2 separate regions of the Hordeum vulgare genome follow, and region 2 is linked to region 1. Evidence: chromatin contacts called from public Hi-C data. All regions are on one chromosome and are shown on one strand. Each heading gives the region's core, a stretch centred on a gene start, on an enhancer-like site or on the middle of the called end of the contact. The rest is flanking DNA. Distances are from core to core; before and after follow the strand shown.

Region 1 (6,418 bases), core at 1,303-3,802:
CGGATGATACTTCAAATTAATCTGTGCCACGGGACATCATTACCAAAAATACAACAGAGAGAGTTTTCTGACGCTTCCTTAGTGCAGAGTCATAGGCTTTGACATTAGATTCTGCACCAGGATTACTTCTGTTCACTGAAACGTTAACAGGTCTCCGCCTGAGACCATATAACGACTCTGAAAAGGAACCATCTGAAAGATATATGCAGGAAAGTTGTAATCAAACACAATCACTAATGGCAAAAGCTGATAATAGAATTACTTGTTTGTTGATAACTTGCCAGACTTGTTTTATCAATCATACAATTACACTATGACAACTAGGCTAAAGTAGGTTAAAATAGCATAGTCTTAGTTATTTCTTTCATTTGTGTAATGAGTTAGTGCTAAGGCTTAAGGTGGAGTCATTCCATTCTTCTACCTTAATATGTTGGATCCATGGTTCTGTTCCACAACCAAAAATAAATTCTTGTGGGATACTAGGATTGGGTGACTCCAAGATGAAGCTACTCGTCGAATTATAAGTTTACTTCTCTGCCACATAGTCGCACTAGATAACAAAAGTAGTGGTAAGAACCTACCCTTCAAGTAGGTTTTGAGACGACGAGGTTAATGTAAGACTGAATTAAGAGATCGGTGGGTAGACTTATTTAAACAGCTATCAGAGAGTGGTGTACAATTTCTTTCTCAATGATGCACACCATGCAAAAAAAAATAGCTGAAGATTAGCACTAAACTAAATACATAATAATACATTTTCCCATGGTTTTCCTATATTACCATTCCATTGTTCGAAATATGAAGGTTGTAAACAAAGTTCCTTCTCGATAGAAAAGGGAGTTCTGCTACAGCGACAACGAACCTGTTGTTCGTAGACTATGGGACTCAAGAACAGACATTAACAAAGCAAAGAATTCGTCTTCATAATCTAAAACTTTATGCAAGAATGGCCTCCTTAGTGCAAAAACCTGCATATAGTATCGACTAATTAGCATTGTAAAGAGGGTGCATGATAAACTAAAATCAAATACGCAGACAGTAATTGTTTGGCTAAGAAAAAAAGTACTAAACAAGTCATAATCGAAAATTTGTTCGTTTAACGAAAATCTTGTAACATAGCACTTGTCGTGTTCCAATACCTAGGCACCTTTCTAACAAACAGCCATCGGTACAAGAACACTTAACTGCCTGAGAAACACCTGTATTGTTGATATAACAAAATTGTCTCTTCAGCTTTTGGAGGGTATCTTTTGCAAGGCAAATTTTCTGCAATCCATCCTAAAATAACTTCTTGTGACCAGAAAAAGAGAGAGAAAGGATGTGATTCTTAGCTTCTAAGATCAAAAGTAAAATTGTAATTGACTTTCTCAAATATAGGCACATCCATCAGTTGTGCACATCCTGGAGCCTGCAACTGAAAACAAGCACAAAGGATAGTGGTACTTTGCCTCGTCATATATCGCTTTCAAAGTTCTGTTGAGAGTCGTAATCTTGGGTGTTTTTCAGATTGCCATTATATTGAGTACCATCTACATTGTTACCTAGATTTATTTGCCAGTATATCTCAGCTCATTGCATTAACAGTAGGGCATCCATGAATGAGAATTCTGATGGGAGAAAAGGCTAAGATTTCAGGGTGGCTAACTCAAATTAACAAGCATGCTAGTTTGAGTTATCAAGTCGATTATTCAAGTACAATGATATATGTTCGGATGTTCCCTTCATCGTCAAACATATACATCACAACCCAGCAATGTTTCCCTAGCAACAAGTGAACTCAGTATCCCTCTAAAAAAAGGAATATGTGAATTCAATTTCACAATTCAACACATAACAATAAATTTACCCAAGTCATTGCAGCTAATCAAATAAACTTAAAAGACGAAATGCTGGCTTTCAGCGGCAGCAGAAGCAATTTTTCCAGCTGCAAATATTACGTATTACTGGCTTCCCTGGCTAACAACATTTTGTGGCCTCGCCAATCAAACCTAGCATATATTCAATCAAGGAAATAAAACACGGGCAGAACTCGCACTCTCAGTCATCCACTACAATGTACCGCACGAACAGACAGTATTCGAACAGTCATAAACACCTAATACTAATAGACGCAGCTAGTTAACCAAACCGGATCGATGAGCATGATCGCATCGGAGGGGAGGCGATGTTTCACATACCCCGAGCGAGTAGGAGAGCGCCGCGCGGAGGCTGGTCGGGAGCTGCTGCGCCGCGGACATCTCGAAGAAGGTGGGCCGTGCGCCCTGTCCTCCCACCTGGAACAGCATCGCGCCGCCGCCGCCGTCGCGGCCTCCTCCGGGTGTAGGGGGCGGGGGGTAGGGTTAAGCCTCGAGCCTATGGTGCAGACGCGGCGTCTTTGCGAGGTACAGCGACGGAGCTGTATTCCGGCGGTGGGCCGCGGGGTTATCCGGTGGCGCGTTCGTGTAGTCCTGCGCGTCCACGCCGGTGAGAGAAAGGAGAGGTGGGGCGCAAAAGAGAAGCTGTGAGGGAGACGGGTCCGAGACGTGAGGGAGAAGAAGAGACGACAGTATGGGCTCTAGGTTGAGCCGGACCGATATACGTGTGTGAATGAAGAGTGAAAAGTATCCGTTCGCATGGTTTTCGTTAAGGGTGTGGTTAGGTTTCGTTAAGGGTGTGGTTAGGTCTGAGTCGATTGAGATTTAACAAGTCTTAATCAAGTGACATAACATAGAAGACAGAAATAAATTGAAAAAATGCATGGAACTTAATGTAAGATCTTACGAATATAGCATTGACTGAGACTTAACGAAGTATCAGCGTGAGACTTAGCAAAACTATTTCATTAATTAAGTAGGTAGTTTTTCTGCTTAATTAATTAATGCGATATTTTTTTTACCTTTATTGAAGAAAAAAATTGAAAAATAAGAGCATCTATAACGCTTGAAAGCAGGCTTAAATGTCGATACGAACCTTTTAAATGAACTTTAAACTTTCGATTGACGGACACATTCTATATCTAGCCTAAATCTAAAACAGATATGGAGCACCCGACGCGTCTGCCCTACAAGCCCACCCACCACAACTTACACCAAATCAATTCCGCTTGTCTCTCTTTTTTTCCTCCTTCGCGACGTCCGTCTCGTAGCTCCACCGTCGCGCGCACTCCGCGGACGTTCCGAACATCTGCGCCGACAACATCGTCACAACACTCATCTCTACCGTCCTTACAGCCAGGGACATCGTCGCCGGCCCGGACGCCACCGTGGTAGGTATGGCAACTCTAGGGTTGGCCCTTGCGTTTTATGTGTTCGACACGTTGTGTGATCCGGTTTCTTACCAATTTTTTAGAGAAAATAATGAATTCTAATGCTTCATTGGACGAGGAGTATGTACCAACGGAGCTTGATTAAATGATTCAAGATGAGTTCTTCTATTCGTCGGATTCGCACGAAGAAGTGGACATGATCATGCTCATGAGCATGCAAGAGGAAATGGACCGACACGTGGAGCATATTCTCAGCTTCGAGGGCTCACTCAAAGAAAAAAGAGTGATCAATCGGGATAGGGTCTCTGAAGCATGGCTACTACAGAAGGACTAGTTTGCTCCGGACCCAACTTTTCCAGATGATCTATGATTTTATCGCCGTTTTCGCATGCAGAAATTATTGTTTTTGCGCATTGTGGAGGGAATGAAGACTTACGATGAGTACTTCAATCTCATAAGAGATTGATGCGGCCAACTTTGTTTCTCTGCTAAGCATAATTGCACAACTCCTATGAGGATGCTTGCACTTGGTACTGCCACAGATGTCGTTTGTGAGATGGTCCGGATGGGATAGAGCACATGCCTAAACACATCTGTCAAGTTTGTCCGCATTGTCGTGCAAGTGTTTGGGGCAGAGTATCTAAGAGAACCAAATGTGCTAGACACAAAAAAAGTTATTGGCTATTGGAGAGGCTAGGGAATTTTCTGGAATTCTCGGAACAATTGATTATATGCATGGCCAATGGAAGAACTGCCCCAATGGTTTGTGTGGAATGTATCAAGGTCACAAAAAAGATGCCACAGTCATATTGGAAGCAGTGGCATCGCATGACTTATGAATTTGGCATGCTTACTTTGGAATGTAGGATTCTCACAATGACATCAACATGCTTCAACGGTCTCCGATGTTCAGGAGGCTTTGTAACGGGGAATCATCGTCGTGCAACTGCACTGTCAATGGGCGTGACTACAACATGGGATACTATCTTGCCTATGGCATCTATCCTCAATGGGTGGCGTTTGTGAAGACCATTTCAGAACCACATGACAAGAAAAAAATCACTTTGCAACAATGCAAAAAGCTACTAGGAAGGATGTGTAGAGGACATTCGGAGTGCTTCAAGCTCGTTGGGAAATTGCTCATGGAGCTGCAATGATGTGAGAATCAGAAGCTTTTGTGGCAGCTAATGACATGTTGTGTTATTTTGCATGACATGATTGTTTAGGATGAGGGCAATGGTGTTTCCCAAACCATTGATTTTGAAGGGCCTCGAGAACAAGTTCAAATTCCTGAATATCAAGATGCATACCAACTTATGAACTTGCTACAGATGCATCAGGATTTCAAGATCATCAGGTGCATGCACAACTACTCAATGATGTTGTGGAGCATATGTGGACCCACAATGGAAACCAAAGAGCTGATGACTGAGTCGTGCACTTTAAATATAATTTATGTAAGATATATGTATTTTCAGTACCAAACATCTGTTACTTACATGTGACATTGGCGTGTGTGATGGACGTGCATGGATTTGCATGTATTTGAGAGACCGGATTTGAGACATGTGGATGCGGGCACAGATATGAGGGGTCATTCGAATGCGCTCGTGGGCCTGGCCGGGTGCATCTGCACACGTATAAGGGGCCAAATTTGCCAAGTATAGGTGTAAATGCTCTAAAGGCGCGTTGTTTGCAGCATTCCCCCCCCCCCCGTCCCTTGGGTACTTGTCCGAGTTAAGCCTTGTTGAGCATATACATGGTAAAAGCCACCATTTTACATTGTTTGATTGCCTACATACTCTTTAGGGTGGGTCCAACGAAATGCAAGGCAGGTTGTTTGATTGGAGGCTTGTTTAGGTAGAAATGCAAGTTAGGTTGTTTGGTTAGGGCATCTCCAACATGACCCGCAAATTTCCTCCCGCACCCATCCTCGGACAGAGGGTTCGCAGACACGGATGCGGGAGGCCGTCATCCAACGCTATTCGCATACATCCAGCCTCCTTGGTTTTTTATAGTCCGCACGTTCAAATAGACGCATGCATAGAGTTTAGACATTCAAACAACCGTGTATATAGAGTAGAGACGTTCAAATAGCCGCATGCAACACTAGTTAAAATTTGAAAATGTGCAAAATTCACATTCGAACATTGTTGTCCCTGATACGTCTCCAACATACCTATATTTTTTTTATTGTTTCATGCTAACATATTATCAACATTAGATACTTAATGTACAGTTTATATCATTTTTGGGACTAACCTATTAACTCAGTGCCCAGTGTTAGATGTTGTTTTTTGCTTGTTTTCTTGTTTTTCAGAAAAACAATACCAAACGGATTCCATACGTGACGAAACTTTTTGACGTTTTTTGGACCAGAAGACACCCTAGAAGCTTCGGGGGAGGACTAGAAGACATACGAGAAGACGACAAGACAACGCGGCGCGCCTTGATGTCTTGCAGGCCCCTCCTGTCTCCATCTGACCTAATTCCACTTATATAAATTCTCAAATATCCCAAAAACTCCACAAGGAGACCCGAAATAATTTTTCTGCTGCTGTAAGTCTGTGCTCTTTCGCGATTCCATCTAGAGGCCTTTTCCGGTACTCTACTTCAGGGGGAATCGAATATTGAGGCCATCTTCATCAACCCTGCTACCTCTATGATGATGTGTGAGTAGTCTACCACAGACCTACGGGTCCATAGTGGTTAGCAATATCACTTCTTCTCTTTCTTTGATCTTCAATACCATGTTCTCTTCGGAGATCTATCCGATGTAATCCTTTTGTGTGGTGTCTTTGTTGGAATCCGATGAATTGTGGGTTTATGATGAGCTTATTCGTTAAAAGTAATTGAGCCTTTTCTGAATTCTATTATGTATGATTTATATAGCTATGTAATGTTTTCCGATCTATGGGTTTTCTTTGGCCAAGTTGATCTATCGATCTTCAGTGGAAGTGGTGCATAGTAGAGGGTTCAATCTTGTGGTGTCCTAACCTAGGGACAGAAGAGGTAGCGAGGCATTGTATTGTTGCTACTAAGGATAAAACGATGGGGTCTGAATATATTGCATGCCTTATATTGTCTACATTATGTCATCTTGCTTAAAGCGTTACTTTGTTTGTCATGAACTTAATATCATAGATGCATGTTGGATAGCGGTTGATTTGTGGA
Region 2 (6,418 bases), core at 1,461-3,960, 160 kb before region 1:
AACCATATTGCATGACAGAGGTAACAATATCAAAGCAGCACCACAAAGATTAGCCTTGCCAACAGAAGATACTCATACCATCCTGCAGCTAAACATCATTCAGTAGAATGATGTACTCCCTCCGTCCCAAAATTCTTGTCTTAAGTTTGTTTAGAAATAGATGTATCAAAATACTAAAACGTGACTAGATACATTCATATCTAGACAAATGTAAGACAAGAATTTTGGGACGGAGGGAGTAGTTCTTTTTTTTTTCTTTGGAACTAAATTGTTTACACTTCAAGAGATATGAAGAGTGGCCTTTTGTCAATTGAATAGAAGCCTTTTTTTTTCCTTCATGGACAGCTAAAGTTGGTTGTCCAATCAATACTTTTCTTTGGCATACAGTGGGTTATTTACAAATTATAATTAAACTTTTGGTCTTACATGGCTTTTTTATATTTGCCCTGTTTCATGCAACGGAGCTGTAGTCTGCAGAGTGCTCAGTTGTTAAAATTTGCCGTAAAATAATCCATAAAACTTTATGCATGTTGATTGTGGACTCTATAAGAGGTCAGAAAGCACTGGGCCACTATCCCCATCAACATTTCAACCAATACATTAAATTAAAATATACAAAAAGAAATACAACCATCAGAGTGGCTGATTTGCAAAATGTTTTTGTTCCCAAAACAAACCTGAACAGCTTCATTACTGGCAGTCTTAGTCCATAATGAAAGCTTATCCTGTCTCTGGCGGACACTAGAGACAACACCACAAATTTCCTGGCTTTCATCGAACTGCTCTCCAATCAGAGCCATGCACTGCATGTTTTTACCAAGTTAGTCAAAAGGATTCCACTGGTAGAACTTAGGAACCCAGATAAAGCATCAGATGCTATGGTCGATGTAAGCACCTCGGAGAAATAAAATATTAACATCACAGAAATTTACCGTTTCAAGCCACATGGTATCAAGGTTGGCCTTCCTGCTAGATATCACAGTCCATTTGCCCCCATTTGCGCACTCTGGATCTTCCCACTTTGGTTCTACCCCAGCCTTGAATAAATGAAAATCAGCACTTCCTACCAACTTACTCGGACGGAAAATCTGATCATATAAACTGCCAAAGAAACCAGGAAGGCGTAAGTTAAAGAAAGGATTTTATAATAAAGAAACATATTGCATAATCATAGTCAAAATGTCCATGAGAAAATAGGAAGAAATGTTCAGCATAACATTAAACAGAATTTTGATTTCACATTCCTGCACAACATAATCATGTGCATTTGATACAGCTACTCCTCAACTATGATTATACAATATGGTCATGTTTGTATCTGGAAGATATGTTGCGATGGTTTGGGTCCATAAACAAATCAAAATGTGTTTTGTACTGTAATGCCTACTTTGGTTTGAAGGAATCTTGTAGGAATTTCATAGGATAGGATTTCTATAGGAAAAAAATCCTTTAGAACCCTTTGGTTGGTGGGAATAGAATCCTATTACTATGGAGGAATTTTCTTCCTATCCTCCACATTTCATAGGAAAATAAACATTAGCCTAGACTCATTGGAAAATATCCTATGATGTGAACCAAATAGCATCTTCTTTTCTAATCCTATTCAAAGGATTTGAGATACATGCATCTCATTTCCTATGACTTTCCTATTCCTATTATTTTCCTACCTTATGAACCAAAGGAGGCCTAAGATTATTATTGCATACAAATATTGACACATGCAAACTTAATAATGAACAACACCTAAGTCTCGTGTACATATGTTGAGATTTCTTGTTCGGCTCCCAAATAGAACCATATTATTCTTACTCGTAGGAAGATTTTCCTTCCACAAAATCCTTAGGAGGAAGTTGGACAAGAAAATATACATTAAACTTGTCATGCTCACGTTGAAAAATACGAGTAGAAGTACCACGGGACTGTTGATAACACCGAAATAATCATCTATCAACTACAGTACCGAATAGTATCGTATATAGTATATCATTCCAACATACAACAAAGTTCTAACCAATGCTGACAACGTCCCACAAGACCCTTCCCATACATGAGAACTAATAAGCATACAATAGAACAAAACTGTCCAAAAGCAATCCGACCTCGACCTACAGCAGTAACAACATTTGAAAATTGTAGCACTTGCCACTTGGTCACAAAATCAACTGATATCTTCACAATAACCTAGCAAATTATACTTTCCGGATTTGTTCGCGCAAGGTGCCATATAACTCGACATCGTCGGCCGAAAATCCCCATCACATAGAGACTGAGAATAGGAACCAGCATAACATCCAGATGGCCAGATCAGATCTGAGCGGATCGCGAGGAAGCACGAGAGGAGCGGGCGCACGTACCACCAGAACTCTTCGACGGTGTCGAAGGTGTAGCCCTTTTTGAGCGAGGTGCCCCAGGCGGCGCCGGGCTTGGGCTTGGACTGGATGTCGTACCAGAAGGTCCACTGCCGCTGCAGCTTGTGCGGCGCCTTCGCGTCGGCCGCGCCCGCGTCGCTCTCGGCCGCGACATCCGGGGTTTCTGTCGTTGCTGCCACCGGGAGCGCGGCTTCGACCTCTGCCATGTCGCGCCGCCGCCTTTGCTTTCCGAGGGTTTTGGGATGGGGAGGATGAGCCGCAGCGAGAGAGAGAAAGAGAGGAGCAGCCGCCGAAGGGAAAGGAAGGGGGCAGAGGTGGTATGAGCCGTGTGGGTCTTACCTGGGCTTCTTACCCAGTTTGTGTCTGATCTTTTTGTGGGCCGAGGAAGCGTAACGAAATTGGCCCTTCCTCCACGGAGGGGAGTTTTTGAAACCTGGATGTATATACACTTTAAGCCTTGTTTGATACTAATGTATTTTAAAAAATTTGTAAGGATTATCCTAGTCAAACACCTAAATTCCCACATATCTCATGACACCATTTGATTCTAGTGTATTTGACATGTTTTATCCCACATTTCTTCACAAATCCTCAAATTCTAATGCATTTTTCTCAATACATAATACACTACCCCTACCTAGTGGATTAGGGATAAATGGAGATTTGAAGGGATTGGGTGAAGGTTGTAGTTTCATCCAATCCATGTGGGTATTATCCCCATCAGTCTTTTCAAAAACCCTAGTATCAAACAAGGCCTTATGTGCCACTATTCACACTATTTTAACCCAAAATTTGACAAATTTTATTTTATGGATTTTTTCTCACAATTACAATGAAAGCTACGGTTTATTTAAAAAAATTCAGATTTTTTAGCTTTTTATTGAATTGCTAGTTTTTTATATATAATAGCAAACTAGCACAATGCCCGTGCGTTGCTACAGGCTATGCGGCATGTTATCTCTAACATCTGAGTTCAACACAAAACCACCATCCCACGACGCACCTTCCTTTTTTATGTGAGAACCTCCCGCTCCCGTTTGATTTTTTGTCGTAGCGATACATTTCTCGTTGGAAGCACCTCTTTTGAAATCAAAGGATGTCCATCTCATCTTTGTCGTACATTGCAACAACGATAATTTTTTTATGTTAACAAATACTCCAACATTATGTTACCAATAACACATAATATTGACAATAATAAATAATTATCGCCACCGACATTCAAAACACACACCAACATTGAAAGTGAGTGGCAACGTGAACGTATTCGTATAGCCATCAATAAGTTTCACCTCCATCCCATATATCATTCATTGCTAGAAGGGATAATTATCGTTCTTCTCTTACTCGTCCTACCCTACATCTTCTACTCCTACCCTATTCATTAATCCGTTTCATTGGTGCCAACAAGCACCACGTCAACATTAGTATGGTCGTCATCGACGCCTCATCTTCTTCTTTTTCATTTCTATTTAAATTGACGTAATTAATTGCACATGTAATTAAATTTCTAGCTAATAAATTACATTGAAGGTTTGATTTTTAAATTGATATAGTGCTCGATTTCTGAAATATTTTCACATGAATGGCTGCTATGAACGACGATGACGACGATCGAGCATTGTAGAACACATTTTGTTAACAAATTTCTTGTCATTTGAATTAACACATCTGATTTGAGAATGTAGCATGTCTAACTCTGTGTATGACTGATAAGAAATATAATATGACCGCGTCTACGAACACCTATATGTAAGACATAGTATGACACAGTATATAGACACTTCCAATATGATATAAGAAGCTTACTTCATGTAGTGTGTAGACACTTGAATAAACCTAGTTCATGTAATCTGTAGAAAATTGAAGAAGGCAAGAAGGCACTAAATATTTAATATGAAGGTCTACAATTCCCTCATTGGTCCTCGCATATTCGATCCTGGGTTCACGCGCTCGATCTTTCCAAAAAAATACAAAGATCTTATAGGAGAGGTATGGGTTACCTTCCATACAATGTATTACCTCAACCCGTTCCTGACACCCTTGGTTACACGAGCATCTAGCTGCAAGTGAGCTCAACACTGAACCATGTGTACCATGTACCTGAAAGTACCTTCATCACATTCACAAGTGTAAGGGCATATTTCTACCCCGGTAATTTTGGTGATTGATGATGACACTTTTGCGGACTAATCGTGTGCAATAAGCCTTTCAGGTATTTTCTAGGTTTGCACAAAGACGATTCTGGCCCCTCGGTGTTTTGATGTGAAGACGGTTTTCGCTCTTACGCTTCGTTGTCAGTGGACTTGGGTCGTAGGAAAAGCCATACTATTAAGAGAGGGTGCGCTTTGGAAAAGTCTGGGTGGAATCATCACGTACACTTTCTTTCTCACCCCTTTTCCGCTTCGACGGAGCTTTCTACCTTGCCTTGCACTACTTGGCAGTTTCCAAGCCCGGTCGGCAGTAGTACCGCTCTCAGCGGTAGTGCTCTGCTGGTGCCTCTGGCCTGTACAGCTCTCCAAAAGTGCGAACACTTTTGTGGAGGAGTTTTGCGGTAGTACTAGGCGGTAGTACCGCCAGCAGAGCGGTACTACCGCTTGTTACTACCGCTCATGGCGGTACTAGGTGCTCTGCCTTGGTTCTGGCCTGGCCTCCCTTTGCCTGAGCGGTACTACCGCTTATCATCGGTACTACCGCTCTGGCTCGTGCACAGGGGGTGGGTAACGGGCAGATTCCCTCCCCCCGCTATATAATGGGGTTCTTCTTCCCTGAGAACCCTACCTTTTGCCCCCTAATCACCATTGTTGCTCCAAGCTCCATTTTAACCCGATCTCTCTCCCTAGCCAACAAAACTTGTTGATATTCTAGGGTTTGGTTGAGGGGGCTTGATCTACACTTCCACCAAGAGAAATTTGATCCCCCCCCACTAATCCCTTGTGAATCTTGTTACTCTTGAGTGTTTGAGCACCCTAAATGGTTGAGGTCACCTCGGCGCCATATTCCATTACGATGAAGCTTCGTGGTCTCGTTGGGAGCCTCCAATTAAGTTGTGGAGATTGCCCCAACCTTGTTTGTAAAGGTCTGGTCGCCGCCTTCAAGGGCACCACTTAGTGGAATCACGGCACCTCACATCGTGTGAGGGCGTGTGGAGAATACGGCGGCCTTAGTGGCATCTTGGGGAGCATTGTGCCTCCACACCGCTCCAACGGACACGTACTTCCCCTCAAAGGGAAGGAACTTCGGAAACACATCCTCGTATTTATCGGTTCCACTTATGGTTATCTCTTACCTTTACTTGTATTTACTTCTTGCTTATTATTGTTGTTGTTAACATCATATAGGTTGTCCACTTAGTTGCATATCTAGACAACATTTTTGTTGCTAAACCTAATTTGTTTAAAGAAACGTTTAAAATTTGTTAGTTTCCCATTCAACCCCCCCCCCCTCTAGTCAACCATATCGATCCTTTCAATTGGTATTAGAGCCTCGTCTCTTTATTAAGGGTTTCACCATCCAAAGAGTATGGTTGACGATGGGGAACGGATTGAGGAAGTGCCCGAGGGAGCTGTTGCAAACTCGGTCACCCGAGAGAAATTAAATGAGGTAATGTCCACATTTAAATCCTTAGTGGATATCGAAGTCAAAAACATGCTTAAGGATTTCCTTGATATTTACAAACCGCCTACCGACCCGTTGTTGGTGACTAATCCCACAACTTCGGATTCGGGGGGAAATTTCGAAAAGTAAAATGCTAGTAGTGAAAAGGATAAAATTCCTCAAGGAACAAGTGGGGCAAATGCATTTGCCGTTGTTCCTCCTCCCATGGTCTATGGAGGACCGGTCCACCCACCGCATATTATTAATCTAGGTCCTCTACCAAAGCTTGTTAAGAATGATTTGCTAACTGGGTTTTTCGTATCAAGTCTCATTTGAACCACAACTCAACACAACTTTGGAGACCCACATGATCCAAGAAACCTCATGCCAATAGAAGAGGCCGACAATCACCTCAATCACTCCACCTTGTTCATTCTTCTAGGAGTTGTTCA

The links. A called contact is a pair of places that touch in the nucleus more often than the background predicts.
Region 2: a Hi-C map of leaf shows a contact between it and region 1, with 2.6 times the contacts expected there. The contact joins the promoter of LOC123430567 here to the promoter of LOC123430537 in region 1. A contact is called at or near these places in 2 of 6 Hi-C or Micro-C datasets (leaf and seedling).

Annotation. Positions count from the first base shown.
Region 1 is chr1H:262,278,471-262,284,888 of MorexV3_pseudomolecules_assembly, reverse strand. LOC123430537 (peroxisome biogenesis protein 12) reads right to left here and starts at 2,552. Exons shown (of 10, transcript XM_045114404.1): 1 at 2,178-2,552; 2 at 863-968; 3 at 44-192. The coding sequence starts at 2,285.
Region 2 is chr1H:262,434,181-262,440,598 of MorexV3_pseudomolecules_assembly, reverse strand. It overlaps LOC123430567 (eukaryotic translation initiation factor), which reads right to left and starts at 2,710. Exons shown (of 5, transcript XM_045114429.1): 1 at 2,355-2,710; 2 at 933-1,101; 3 at 678-803. The coding sequence starts at 2,575.